2 separate regions of the Danio rerio genome follow, and region 1 is linked to region 2. Evidence: chromatin contacts called from public Hi-C data. All regions are on one chromosome and are shown on one strand. The core of a region is the stretch at or near the end of the contact, and the rest is flanking DNA. Distances in the headings are between cores, read along the strand shown. Region 1 overlaps jcada (junctional cadherin 5 associated a). Region 2 holds the start of bambia (BMP and activin membrane-bound inhibitor (Xenopus laevis) homolog a).

The links. A called contact is a pair of places that touch in the nucleus more often than the background predicts.
Region 1: a Hi-C map of hematopoietic stem cells shows a contact between it and region 2, with 3 times the contacts expected there. The contact joins the enhancer-like site here to the promoter of bambia in region 2. A contact is called at or near these places in 4 of 18 Hi-C or Micro-C datasets (caudal fin, fibroblasts, hematopoietic stem cells and 1 more) and 1 of 4 datasets of contacts at active chromatin or transcription factors (embryo).

What each region holds. Positions count from the first base shown.
Region 1 is chr12:25,493,898-25,499,943 of GRCz12tu, reverse strand. jcada (junctional cadherin 5 associated a) reads right to left here. Exons shown (of 6, transcript XM_073918476.1): 5 at 1,727-5,736. Among named protein-coding and RNA genes, the nearest start is that of svila, 24 kb to the left of the region's middle. Within about 2 kb of position 2,368, at least 6 of the 62 cell types and tissues checked have an H3K27ac peak or open chromatin away from gene starts, as enhancers often do.
Region 2 is chr12:25,147,753-25,153,823 of GRCz12tu, reverse strand. bambia (BMP and activin membrane-bound inhibitor (Xenopus laevis) homolog a) reads right to left here and starts at 4,398. Exons shown (of 3, transcript NM_131784.2): 1 at 4,004-4,398; 2 at 1,270-1,551. The coding sequence starts at 4,070.

The DNA of each region.
Region 1 (6,046 bases), core at 1,119-3,618, 350 kb before region 2:
AGATCATCAATCAGACTTTATTAAAATTTACCATGAGTTATTAACATCGAGTAGGGCTGGATGATTGATCAAATGAAATCGCAAATGCAATTATGCAAAGCTGCAAATTGTCATAAACGTCTTCATGGTCATATGATCACATGATGTGAGCAGAGGGTGCTCCTGTGAAAATCTATGAAGAAACCCAGGAAATCCCCAATGACTTTCTGTATAAACAGAAGTTTTCAGTGAATTCATTGATTACTTGCATACTCCCAGGGTTGTTTATATCGAAGTTGACATACTTCTGCATGCTGTTTGTGTTGCTCTGCTATAACACTTCCTAAACGCTAGCTGGCAATGAGGTTTTATGTTCCCTTGTGTCGAGTTTCTTAGCTGGTGTTTTGTTTTTTTCGGAAATGTTACCTTAATGTACAAGTGGCTCATACTTGCTCATTTTAAGGTGGGAACCGGTGAATGTACAACAATTTTATTCAGGTAAACCCAAAACAAAACTTTCCACCTTGAACGCCTTCACAGGACTCGACACTTGTAAACACTAGCTTCAATAGGTTCATGCAGCTCTCGGTCCCGCCCACTCTCGTCAGTGCTACTAAGCCGACCAATTACAGAGCTTGCGCTATGTGTCGTTGCGACGCGTAGTAACATTTTTTGAGAGGTGCGCATCAGCGACAGCCACGGCAAGGGCTATGCTACCACATCAGGCTGTGCGGGAGCATACAAGTGAGCTTGACACATAAGTATAAATCAGCCACACCATGTTGGTGTTTTGTAACATCTAATTTTCACGAGGTGGGCCGTTAGCCCAACGCTCAACCCTCAACCTTCAGGACCAGGACATACACACATATACTACAGACAATTTAGCTTACCCAATTCACCTTTAGTGCATGTCTTCGGACTTGTGGGGGAAACCAGAGCACCTGGAGGAAACCCACGCGAACACAGGGAGTACATGCAAACTCCACACAGAAATGCCAACTGACCTACAGTAGCTGGTGCTCAAACCAGTGAACTTCTTGCTGTAAGTTGTTATCACTACCCACTGTGCAGCCCCTTCATTGATTATCCATAACTACTCCAACACTACTTTGAAATCATCTCACATACAGTAAAGACTTAGTTAAAACTGAAGATATAAAGTGATGTTTGAGCAAAAATGTGTTATCATGTGTTGTAATTTTACATGCAGCATTAACTATAAATTAACACAGAGCCATAGTTCATTGAGAAGTTACACAACAACTGTCGCTATCACAAAAAGAATATTTTGAAACTGATTTTTGTATAGTTTATCAGTGTACTACAAGTCTGTGTAGTAAATCCAGTTCTATCTGAAAGCACATGCTGATGTTTTACTAGAACTTGAAAAAATATGCATGCAAAAGCTAAATAATTCAAAACAACTGTCCAAGACAATACAAAGATAAAATACAGACAAAATCATGATTCTTTCTCTAAAATAATAAATTAATATATAATGACAGCTACAAAAAAGCCACAAAAGTCCAATGTTGTCTCTATTGTCTTGGAGATTTTGTTTATCCATTTTCATTGATGACTAATGTAAATGAAATTTTAGAAAACAAACCAGTGCAATCTGACCAGTGACTATACTTGCATGTGACAAGTTTTGGAGCATTCAGAAATTTTGCCTTGTGGAAGCAAACATAAACAAAAATAATGTACATGTGTAAAAGCATGCAATAGGGCATAGGTGACAGACCTGAAATAAATAACTTGTCATCATCTTCTATTGCAGACACTGTATTATCCAAGTTGAACCCTTGTGGCAGTGTGATCTCTCTCTTTGCTACCATGCCACTGCGGGGATGTGGGATTGGACGTGCCATAGTCTTTGGTGACTGCCTTGATCTTGCAAGTAAAAGCACCTCAGCAGACACTTCTTCCTGAGCTGTTTCCTCATTCTCTTCTTGCATATAACTGGTCATGACAACTGCATTCTCACTGTATTGCTTCTCTTCCACTAGTGTTTCCTCCTCTTGAGCAGATTCTTGAAGTGCTTCCCCTTCTTCTTCTTCTTGGTCTGTCTCTTTGGCCAATGTGATCCTGTTTACAGTTCTCACTAATGGCTGACAGCTTTCTTCCTTTGCATAGACATTGTACTCTAGGGATGCTTTGTCATTTGTGGATGAGGGGGACAGAGAAGATAGGCAGCATGCCTGCAACTGGTCCTGTGGTGCTTCTGTTATCTCAGCATTAACTGTCTCCTTCCTGTCTCCCCCACTTACACTAAGAGTCAATTCCTCATCCTCGGTCAGTGGAAGCGACAAGCATAAGTTACTTGGAGGAAACTCTGGCAGCTCCAACATTGTGGAGACTCTTAGGCTGTGCTTCTCAGCACTAGATAAATCTTCTGTAGACTCTGGATCCTCTCCAAGTTCTACCTCTAACGCATGTCCTTGACTTTCCATAGACCTATTTGGCACTTCCTCAAACTCTCTGCAAACATTCTGTGTCTCGTCATTTAAGCTCATCTCTTTGGTTTGTGTTTCCAAAACTGTAGCATCTGTGTTTTTAAAATCCCTTTCTAATGGTTTGCCATCAACTTGATCAACAACCAAGGCTTCAACTGGCACAGAAATGCCGAGTATCCTGGCAGCACGCTGTTCAATAGACTCATTTTCAGGAATGCCTTTGGCACACTGGACTTGGTACAAGTTACTAAGGTCTTCGGTCTGCATATTGTTGGCCTTCTCTTGACTCAAAAGAGTCTCAAGATGTTCATCTGCCAAGGTCTTTTCATTACTCCAGCTCAGATAATCTGAATAAAAATGCTCATCATCATCATCCTCAAAATTAGCCTTAAACCTACAGTGAAGACTCTTGATCACATGGATACGCGATGACCTTTCTGATTTGATAACATCTGTGCTTCCTCTCCCAGCTTCCTTCTTGAGTTTTTTGGAGTTAAATGCATTATTATTGTTCAAGCTTTGAGTACCTTCAGAAAATTCAGGGCTGTGTCTGCTAAGATCTCCGCTACTGTCTGATGATGTAATCTGCAGGGTTTCACACATCTCTGAGTTGTCTGAAGGGCTGGTTAGCATAGGTGACTCAGGACTCAAGCATGTGGGAGATCCAGAGGTCACAGTGTCTGGAATGGCAGTGTATACTGTTAAACCAACATCCTTAAGCAAGCACTCCTTTGGAACAGGGATATCTTGCCGATGCATCACTGGATCATTGTCCCCCCTTTGCAGAATGTCAAAGTTAACATAATTGTCAGTCTTGCTGACAGGGATTTGTTGTGTGTGGGTGTCAAAGTTCACCTTAGTCTTGGACAAGGAACTTTTTAATCCTTTGTATTCAGGGTGGCCTCCTTTACCTGAATGGGATGTTATATTTAAGTTATTGCTTTTTAGTTGCATATCTGTGACCTGCACAACATGTGGTTGCTGGTCAATTTCCTTATTCGTGTGAGGCGGGGGGGTTTCTTGTTTTGAATTGTTGCTTGCATCACTCAGCTCCAAAACACTGTTCAATGCTTCATCAAGTTCCTTTGTATTCTGTTCAGCATTTGGAAACTTCCCAGTATGATCCTGTATCTCTTTGTTAAAAGATTCCAGCTCCCCAATAGCATCCCATTTTCTTCTGTTGACTGGTTTTAGCAAAAACTGTCCAAAAAGCTCTTGACTTTCTGATGATTGTTTAGACTTTCTCAACAAAGGTTGATGATCTGGGGATGATGGAAGTGATACGGACCGAGGAAAATGTGGGCTCCTTACACTAATTCCATTCACAGTTCTGGAGAATGCACTGTTGCTGGAGTGGTTAAGATCCTTTTGGCCTATCATGGGGTATCCATAGTTTGCACTACAGTTGGTTTCACCTTCATTATTGGTGATTGTGAAAGGGGAGGGATGGTCATTTGCTGATGAATGGGTATTTCTTGAAACTTCTGGGGAGCCTGTCTGAGTTTCCTGGTTTCGGTATTGATCTCCAGGCCAGGATCCTGCATAAAAAACTTCACTGTCTTGGCTTGGATCTAGTGACCTGGTATCTGTGATTTCTTTCTTCAAAGGGGGATTTCTAATGGAGGGGGAACTGTTGGACTGTATATGTGTCTCTTTGCTTGATGCTTTTAACATGTTTTGGTTATCTTGCTGCACCCCTGTGTTATCTTGTGAACTAATCACTTTTTGATTGTTATTTGGGTCAGAGACACTTCTGTTTGCTTGCATACTGATAGGGACAGAAACCAGGCAAAACATTGTCTCTTTGAGCTTTTTCTTTGAGTTTTTCTTGTTCTCGGCCACAGTCTTAGCCTCAAATTTCTTTACTTGTGTCACTGTCTCAATCAAACCCAGGCTTGAATTCTGTTGTGTTGTCATTTGAAGAGCAACTATATTGCCATGAGTAACTGGATGCCTGTTGCAGTTTTGATCAGGTACTGTGTTTGAACATTCTGTCTCCTTCAACGATTCTTTGTGCATGCTGTCCTCATTAATCGAATTACTAATATTGCTTTTATTTGGATCTGTGCGGTCAAAGGGTTTCTCTGTGAAAGGCAAGGCACTGTCATTAGATTTCTCAGGTATGAGGTTGACTGGAATCTCATTTCTGATGTTTCTGATTTTGTCTGCATCTGTCAGAGAGTTCCCATCTATCCCTGCTCCTGAAATGTGTCTGACACGAGGATCGTCAAAGGGAATGTACTGAACATTCCCCATCCGTTCTTCGCTGTAGCCTGGATATGCCTGTCTCCTGCAGGGCATACTTCTTCTTCCATCTCTGTAATGGTCTGGCCAAGCCATTCCGGTCTGCCTGATAAACCATTCCTGCACTTCTGTCATGGCAGAACTCTGCATATATGGGTCTCCTCTATACTGATGGTTAGCCATTGAGATAGGATAAGTTCTGTGCCCTCCTTTAATGACAGGCTGCCTTCTGTAGGATGGAGGGGGGATGTAACCAGGGGGCTCTGCGCCAGAGCCGCCTAGTTCTTGTACAAAGTATTCTTGCCTTGAGAAGGGGAGCGGAGTTCTGTCTCTCGCACGTGGGGCGAGCTCCCCTGTGAGCATCTCTGCACTCCCACGCATCTGCTGGTGTGCTTCGTAAGAAGGAGGTCTGAGTGGTCTGCTGAATCTGGGTTTTGATAATGGTGCAGACTGGGCACCTGATCGGTCAGTCCAACGTTGCCTGTTCTCTCCATCAATATGTCGTCCATGAGGGTCTCTTATGTGGTGGCCATTTAACTTAAAACCCCCATAAGAATCTTGCCCAGCAGTTGGTATGCTGAAGTATTGGAGGCTTTCAGATTGCATTCTGGGCAGTGACTGCGACTTGTTTTTGGTTCTAGGTGGAACAGCTCCTTCTGCAGTTCTTGGCCTGCGTTGATCATGTGCCACCTCGTTTTCAGATGGCTGGCGGCTCATGCTGGTCATTGGACGCCACTCCTCTGTTCCCAAACTTTGGTACTTCCTTTCAGCAGCGATTCTCCACTGGTGTAGGGCCATCTCTCTCTCTCTGGCACGTGCGCTCTCAGCCCGCCGTTGTCTTTCACGGTTATGCTCCTCTGTGCTTAAGGCAGATTCGGGTCTCCGCTGCATACCCTCTGGTTTGTTTGCAACCCCTCCTCCTCCACTTCCACGTGGGTCCCTGAAGTCTGCATAATCCAAAAGCACACTAAAGTCCTGACCTCTTCTCCGCCAGTAGGACACATCCTGCTCAGATCTAGGCTGAGAGTGTATTCCTCTGTGGGCTTCAAAAAACCTGCATCAAACACATATAGATGGAAGTTAATAAATATAGGTCAATGCTTATATTTGATAACGCATACATTAACCGGCAGTGTATAGGATTTTAAACTTCTTGTTACTAAAAATATATTAATGTACTTTTTAATTATGTTATTAACTTCAAGTTATTAAAAGGTCAGTAAATGAAAATTACTTACTGACTCTAAATGTCAAACTAAGTGTTTTTTGAAGCCGGTGGTCACAATCCAAATTGTGCACAGTTTCATACAGTATAACAAAAAATATATACCAGTTAACTTGGCAAAACAAGCTAAACCATATAA
Region 2 (6,071 bases), core at 3,149-5,648:
GTGCCAGAATTTTGTTGTTTCAGCTCATTTTAAATAAGTTGCTTGAACAAGCAAAAAAAATATTTTATGCCTAGACTAGGCATGGGCTAATAAGATTCTGACAGTATGATAACCTTGAATAAAAAAAAAAATCAGTTTCACGGTATTATGATTACTGCTCCATTTATATATATATATATATATATATATATATATATATATATATATATATATATATATATATATATATATATATATATATATATATATATCTGGGTAAAAAAACGACAACTTCTACCCCAAAGAACCAATATATTTTATTTTAGGAAAAATATTTAATATATTTAAAAATTTGTAAATATTTTGAATCAGTAGCTTTTGATGTAGAGGTTCATTTTCTGCTGAAAACGAAATAAAATAGTCGTGAAAAACACTTACATATACCTTAGGAACGTTATAGTAGAAAACTTTGGTGGTTTTAAAACCTTGACTTTTCCAAACTGTGGTAAACCTTAAAACCGATTATCGTCCCATGCCGATGCTAGACATAGTACAATCAAAAAAATGACTGTTTGCCCTACTTACTTAAAAAGAGTTGAAACAACACAATTCTTTAGGGTTTTTTTTTTGGGACAACCTAATTGGTCTATGCAGAATACCCATTTAAATTTATAAAAACGTTAACTCAAACCATTTGTGTAGTAGTGTTTTTACAGTGTAAGCCCAGCAAGCATTTTGATTTTAAAAGATGTCTAATAGACGTCTAAACATGGTCATCTTGGCCAAAACAAAGCTAAATTTGGGCAGTCAGTAATAATCTAATAGACGTCTAACAATAGGCCAATACTAGACTAGTAATCAAATAAACAGAAATGAATGACTAAACATATAAAGTCTGTCTAATCTCTATATTTGAAGACGAGTCTAGTTTTGGGCTATTCTTAGATGTCTATTAGATTTTCACTGACAGCCCAAGTTTAACCTTGTTTTAGCAAAGCTGTCTACGTTTAGATGTCTTTTAGACCTCTATTAAACAAAATTGTTTGCTGGGAGGTTACGGTTTTGATAAAAATAACAGTTTTTATGATTATTTTGTTCCCACAAATCTTTATGCTATTAAACAAGAATGCATTTTGAAGAATGTTTTTCCTACAAAAACACACTTTTGTTTTATATATCAAAACAAGATGACATTTTTGGATTCATCTCTTTAAATCATGACACAAAAAGCTAAAATATCACACAGTAGACTTATCTAGCCTTTAGTTTAGTCATATTTGAGCATCTTACCTGTTGAGTCCCCTCTGGGGTGTGTGAGGTCATGCAAACCCCTGTAGTTACACATATCATCATGGCAGCACTCCACAGGAGAGGAGCTTCCACTTGAAATGTCCACATTTTTACTAGAGCACACGTCTGCAGAGTTTAAAAGCGAATCCACGCAGCCGTGTGTTAAAGGTGAGTTTGTGTTAAGAGGGTCCAGGACCTTAGTGAAGCAAGCGTTGAGCTCTGATTTACACATGTATCCGGTGGCAACGCAGTGCGGTGCGTCACAGTAGCACCTGATCTCTCCTGCAAAACAGAAAAGCTGTGTTAGTTAAACAGAAAATAAATGTACTGAATTCGATATATTAAACCATAATACAACTGTCTCTGATGTGCTTCCAGGAAACGAAACTTTCCAAGGATTCTTGACACTAATTGTGTTAACATTTTCAGGCTAGAATCAAGTCAAACAGTGTGGGAACGCTGAGATTCCCATCACATCCCTTCCAACAGAAATGGAGCGTGTTATTAGAGAATTAAACTGTAGTATTTCTAACATCACCAAGGTTTTGAGTAACTGGTTAACTTTATGACCAGGAAGGCATTCTTCATCTCATCCAAAGAGGATGTAAGAGAGAAAAACAAAGCAACTAGTCAGACCTAATGCCAGAAAAAGGCCAAAAGAGACAGGACTAATACAACATTGTGACTAAGGGTTTGTGTCAGAACGCTAATATGTGGCCTTTCAGTTTAACACTGTAACTGTGTCACGGCTTTTCATGCAAAGGATCCTTTTAGCCTGTCTTATAAAACAGGAACCGTGTAACTTATAATTAGTGGTTTGTTTGCCAAAGTCAATTTCTTTCAACCCAAATGGAAACTCGTAAAGGGGGTGAGAGCAGGACTCCTTTTTCAGTTAGCACGCAAACTCACTTGTGGTCAAACCTGGCATTAAGTCAGAGAGTAACTTTTAAAGGGGCAGTTCACCCAAAAACATGTTCTTAGCTTTGTCCACAAGTGTCTATTCATAGCTTGTATAGCTGACATTTTTCTATATTCCTTGAATTTAATAATAAAAGTGAACCATGAATGAAATTTAGCCATTTAGCTTAACATCCTTTTAAGCAACAATCTTCTTAAGGTTTTCTCAAAATTGAGGTCAAATATTGTTATAACAACTAATAAGGTCACAGATTGTTTTAACATTCAGTACCGTTTTTGTAAGTGGACCTTTTTTACCTACCACCATGTGTGAACGTGAAACAGAACACTAAACACACATCATGACACAAACACAAATAAACACGGCCTTTGTGTTGTCGTAGGTTGCTTGTGTACACTGTCCGAGGCTGGAGTTACATGTCATCTCATTAGTGTGAGAAATCAGTTCTTCTTATCAGTTAGGTCCAATGAGTTTCTTATTTATTTTTTATGGCTGGGCTTATCTAATAATGCATAAAACCGGAGGCTAATGTTCTTGGCTGATCAATTTTTAACAAGAGGCTAGAAAATGACAAAACAAGATCTGGAGAATACTTATAACTGGAGCTGGAGGTAGCTGGTCTAAAGATGGCTTTATGTATCTACCTTAGACCAGGAACTAAAAAGCTCAAGATGGTCTCTGAAACATGTTAGCTCCTAAGCCAGCATTCAGCAGCTAGAAACACATTTAAAATTGTCCCAAGACCTTGTTTTACTTCTGAAATTAAATATTACATGCTATAGTAAATACACTTTATATCTGAAAATAGGCAACAAAACAAAATGCAATACATATTCGCTGCAATTAACCGTAGTTTTTTAACATATGAAACAAACTGAAATCACCAATATTAAAATGAACATGTTATTTTGTAAGGGCAGAAGCCGATAAACAAGTGTTAAGATGTGTAAACTATCAATTACAAAGCTGAAAACATTAAGATTTGTTCATGTTTTTGAACAAAGTCTCTTTGACTCACCAAGGCTTTGTTTATAGTATTGTTGTGAAAAAATATATTGAATTTAAGATGTTTTCTGTGTAAGTATAAGTGTGTATAATATATATATATATATATATATATTACATTTTAATTTATTCAGAACTTCCAGCATCATTACTCCAGTCTTCAGTGTCAAAATTCAGTGTAGAAATTCTAAAATGCTAAAATTATGATTAACTATTGGCGCTCATGATCATTTTTTGATCAATAAAAAGCTGAAAACTTAAAATTAACTTCTTAAACGATATATCTTTTGTACCTTAAATATATTAGGTGTCAATTTTAAGCAATTTAATGTATCATATTTGAATAAAAACTCTTTAAATTATAGTTTAAATGGCAATATCAAAAAAACGAAGCAGCACAACTATTTTCAACACTGATAATAATCAGAAAATCATCTTGAGCAATACAAATCAGCATATTACAATGATTTCTGCAGGATCATGTGACACAGAACTGTAGTAATGGCTGCTCATAATTCATCACAGGAGTACATTATATTTTATAACACATTCCTACAGAAAATCAGTTCTTTCACATCGAAATACTATTAAATATTACAGATTTTATAGTATTTATGATTCAATAAACTTAACATTAGTTATCAGAAAAGCCTTTCTTCAAAAACATGAGAAAAATACTGTTTCCAAACTTTTGACTGGTTGTGTACACATATAAACATACTTTGTGTTTGAGCGCTACAGTTTTATATGGTTTAAAGTCAGTTGAGAGTCGTGCGCGTCCAGAAGCGACTGAATAAACTTAAGAGTTACCTTTCGTGAGAAGAACAGCCATCGCACAAAGTTCCAGCTGAAACCACAGAGAAACCAGGCGATCCATTTACGGCTGCTTTTCCTTGTCTTGATACCCCGTGGCAAGACCCTCCGAATGGTTTGAGAGGACTCGTTACATATGTCCTACATTTATTACTGCATTCCCAGGGATCTGTGATCTACACTGTATCCAAAAATCAAACGGGCGCAGAAAAGGCTCGCGTCTTGTTCCATCGGAGGATCCGAAACTAGCGCGAGTGGAGAAACATTCCCCGTGTGTAACCAAACCAATCCGCCATGCGATGAAAAACACACAAACACATATAAAACACAAACGGACTCGTGAAATAACACAAACAAGTTTCCACAAGGGCAACTATCCCCGATCTCGAAGCAGCGGATCACTGATCGGAGAAATTTCACCGGATCAGTTTTTGGCTCTGTAAAGCCCTGCCCATTAATGCGTTGATTGGCCAGTCGTGCTGATAAATTTGCATACACTGTCCTATTGGCATTGGTATTGGTTCACAGAGCGGTCATACAATTTGTCTTTCCGCCTACAGATGCTGAGACAGAATCGCATGATGAGGCAGGTAGCAGGACGTGGTAAAATAATAACAGCATAATGGTTATTAAAACCGAAAGCTTTCGAAAATATGTTCGTAATATTGTACTATAATGATTTAAAGGTCAATCGAAAATATATGGGATCTAAATATTTGTCCCTGGATGTAATACCAACATAGTTGTATCTGTTTTTTTTATTTTTAGAAACGCACTTTAAAGTCCAAATTCTGCTTTGTCAGCCATATGACAGGCTGATGGAGGTGGAAACTGCAGGCCTGCACTAGAGAGTAGATGTAGGCGGGTCGGTTGGAGAAATTAGCAATCCAAAGAGGCACATGGCGCCAGCGAGACGACACAGACAGACAGTGACACTCAATTACCCCCCAGACAATCCCATGCAAAACACACAGAGCACAACGATCGATATCTCAACTGCCCTGCCCGCCCTAATGTGTTGAGCACTTTGGTCAGGGCATGTGCTTCACAATTGAAGGCATTTTTGGGCAAACTAGAACCGTAAATAAACAAATAAACGCTCTGAAGTGTGCAGAAAGGTAGCCTATTCTTAAAAATAGCCTAATTAGACACACCCGTCGAACATGCGAGGCGTTATTTGATCATTTATATTAATATTTACTATACATTTTTATAATTATTATAATTCAATGTCAAACTGGGCATATTGGATCAAAATTCTCTTTTCACTCTAAAAAATGCATGTTTCAGCATAGTGGTAAATACACAACAACTCAATTATTGAATTAATATTAGGCTAAAATTGTAATTTAATAGCTAGCCATACTCGACAGTTGTTTGCCCATATTTTACCCAAATCTTGAACATATTTTACACAAACCATATTTATCCAATAGAACAACATTTTAGAGTGATGTTAATTTATTTTGTTCTTTAATTTTTTGTATTTATTTAGGCTACAGGATACATAAAGTAACAAATCTTGACCATATTTTACCCAAACAGACAAAACCTTTTATAGTCATATGGTTAATCATTTTGTTCTTTAATTTTAATTTTTTATTTAAGTTAGGCTACAGAATACATAAAGAATAGCACATCTTGATCATAGTTTACCCAAATAGACAAAACCTTTCAGAGTGATATGGTAATTTATTTTATTATTTATATGTTTAATATTTATTTAGGCTAAACAAAATACATACAGAATAGTCGAATGGAAGACAAAAATATGTCAACAAAGTCCTCACATGTAGGCTGACTTTTATTAGCTCCATTCTGTCATTTTCAACTCTTATCTTACACAATATTATTGTATAGGCATACATTAATGCATAGTAAATATATTGAATCATGCATATTATACACTCTATGAATATTTAAACTTTAGTTCACCTGCATTTTAAGATTTTCATTTAATAAAATATCAGCTTGGGAAAAAAAGGCAATTAAAAAATGATGTCACCAATTTTTAGTTGACAGACATTTTGTGCAATTCACCATCCATTTTTGCCCCAAATATAGG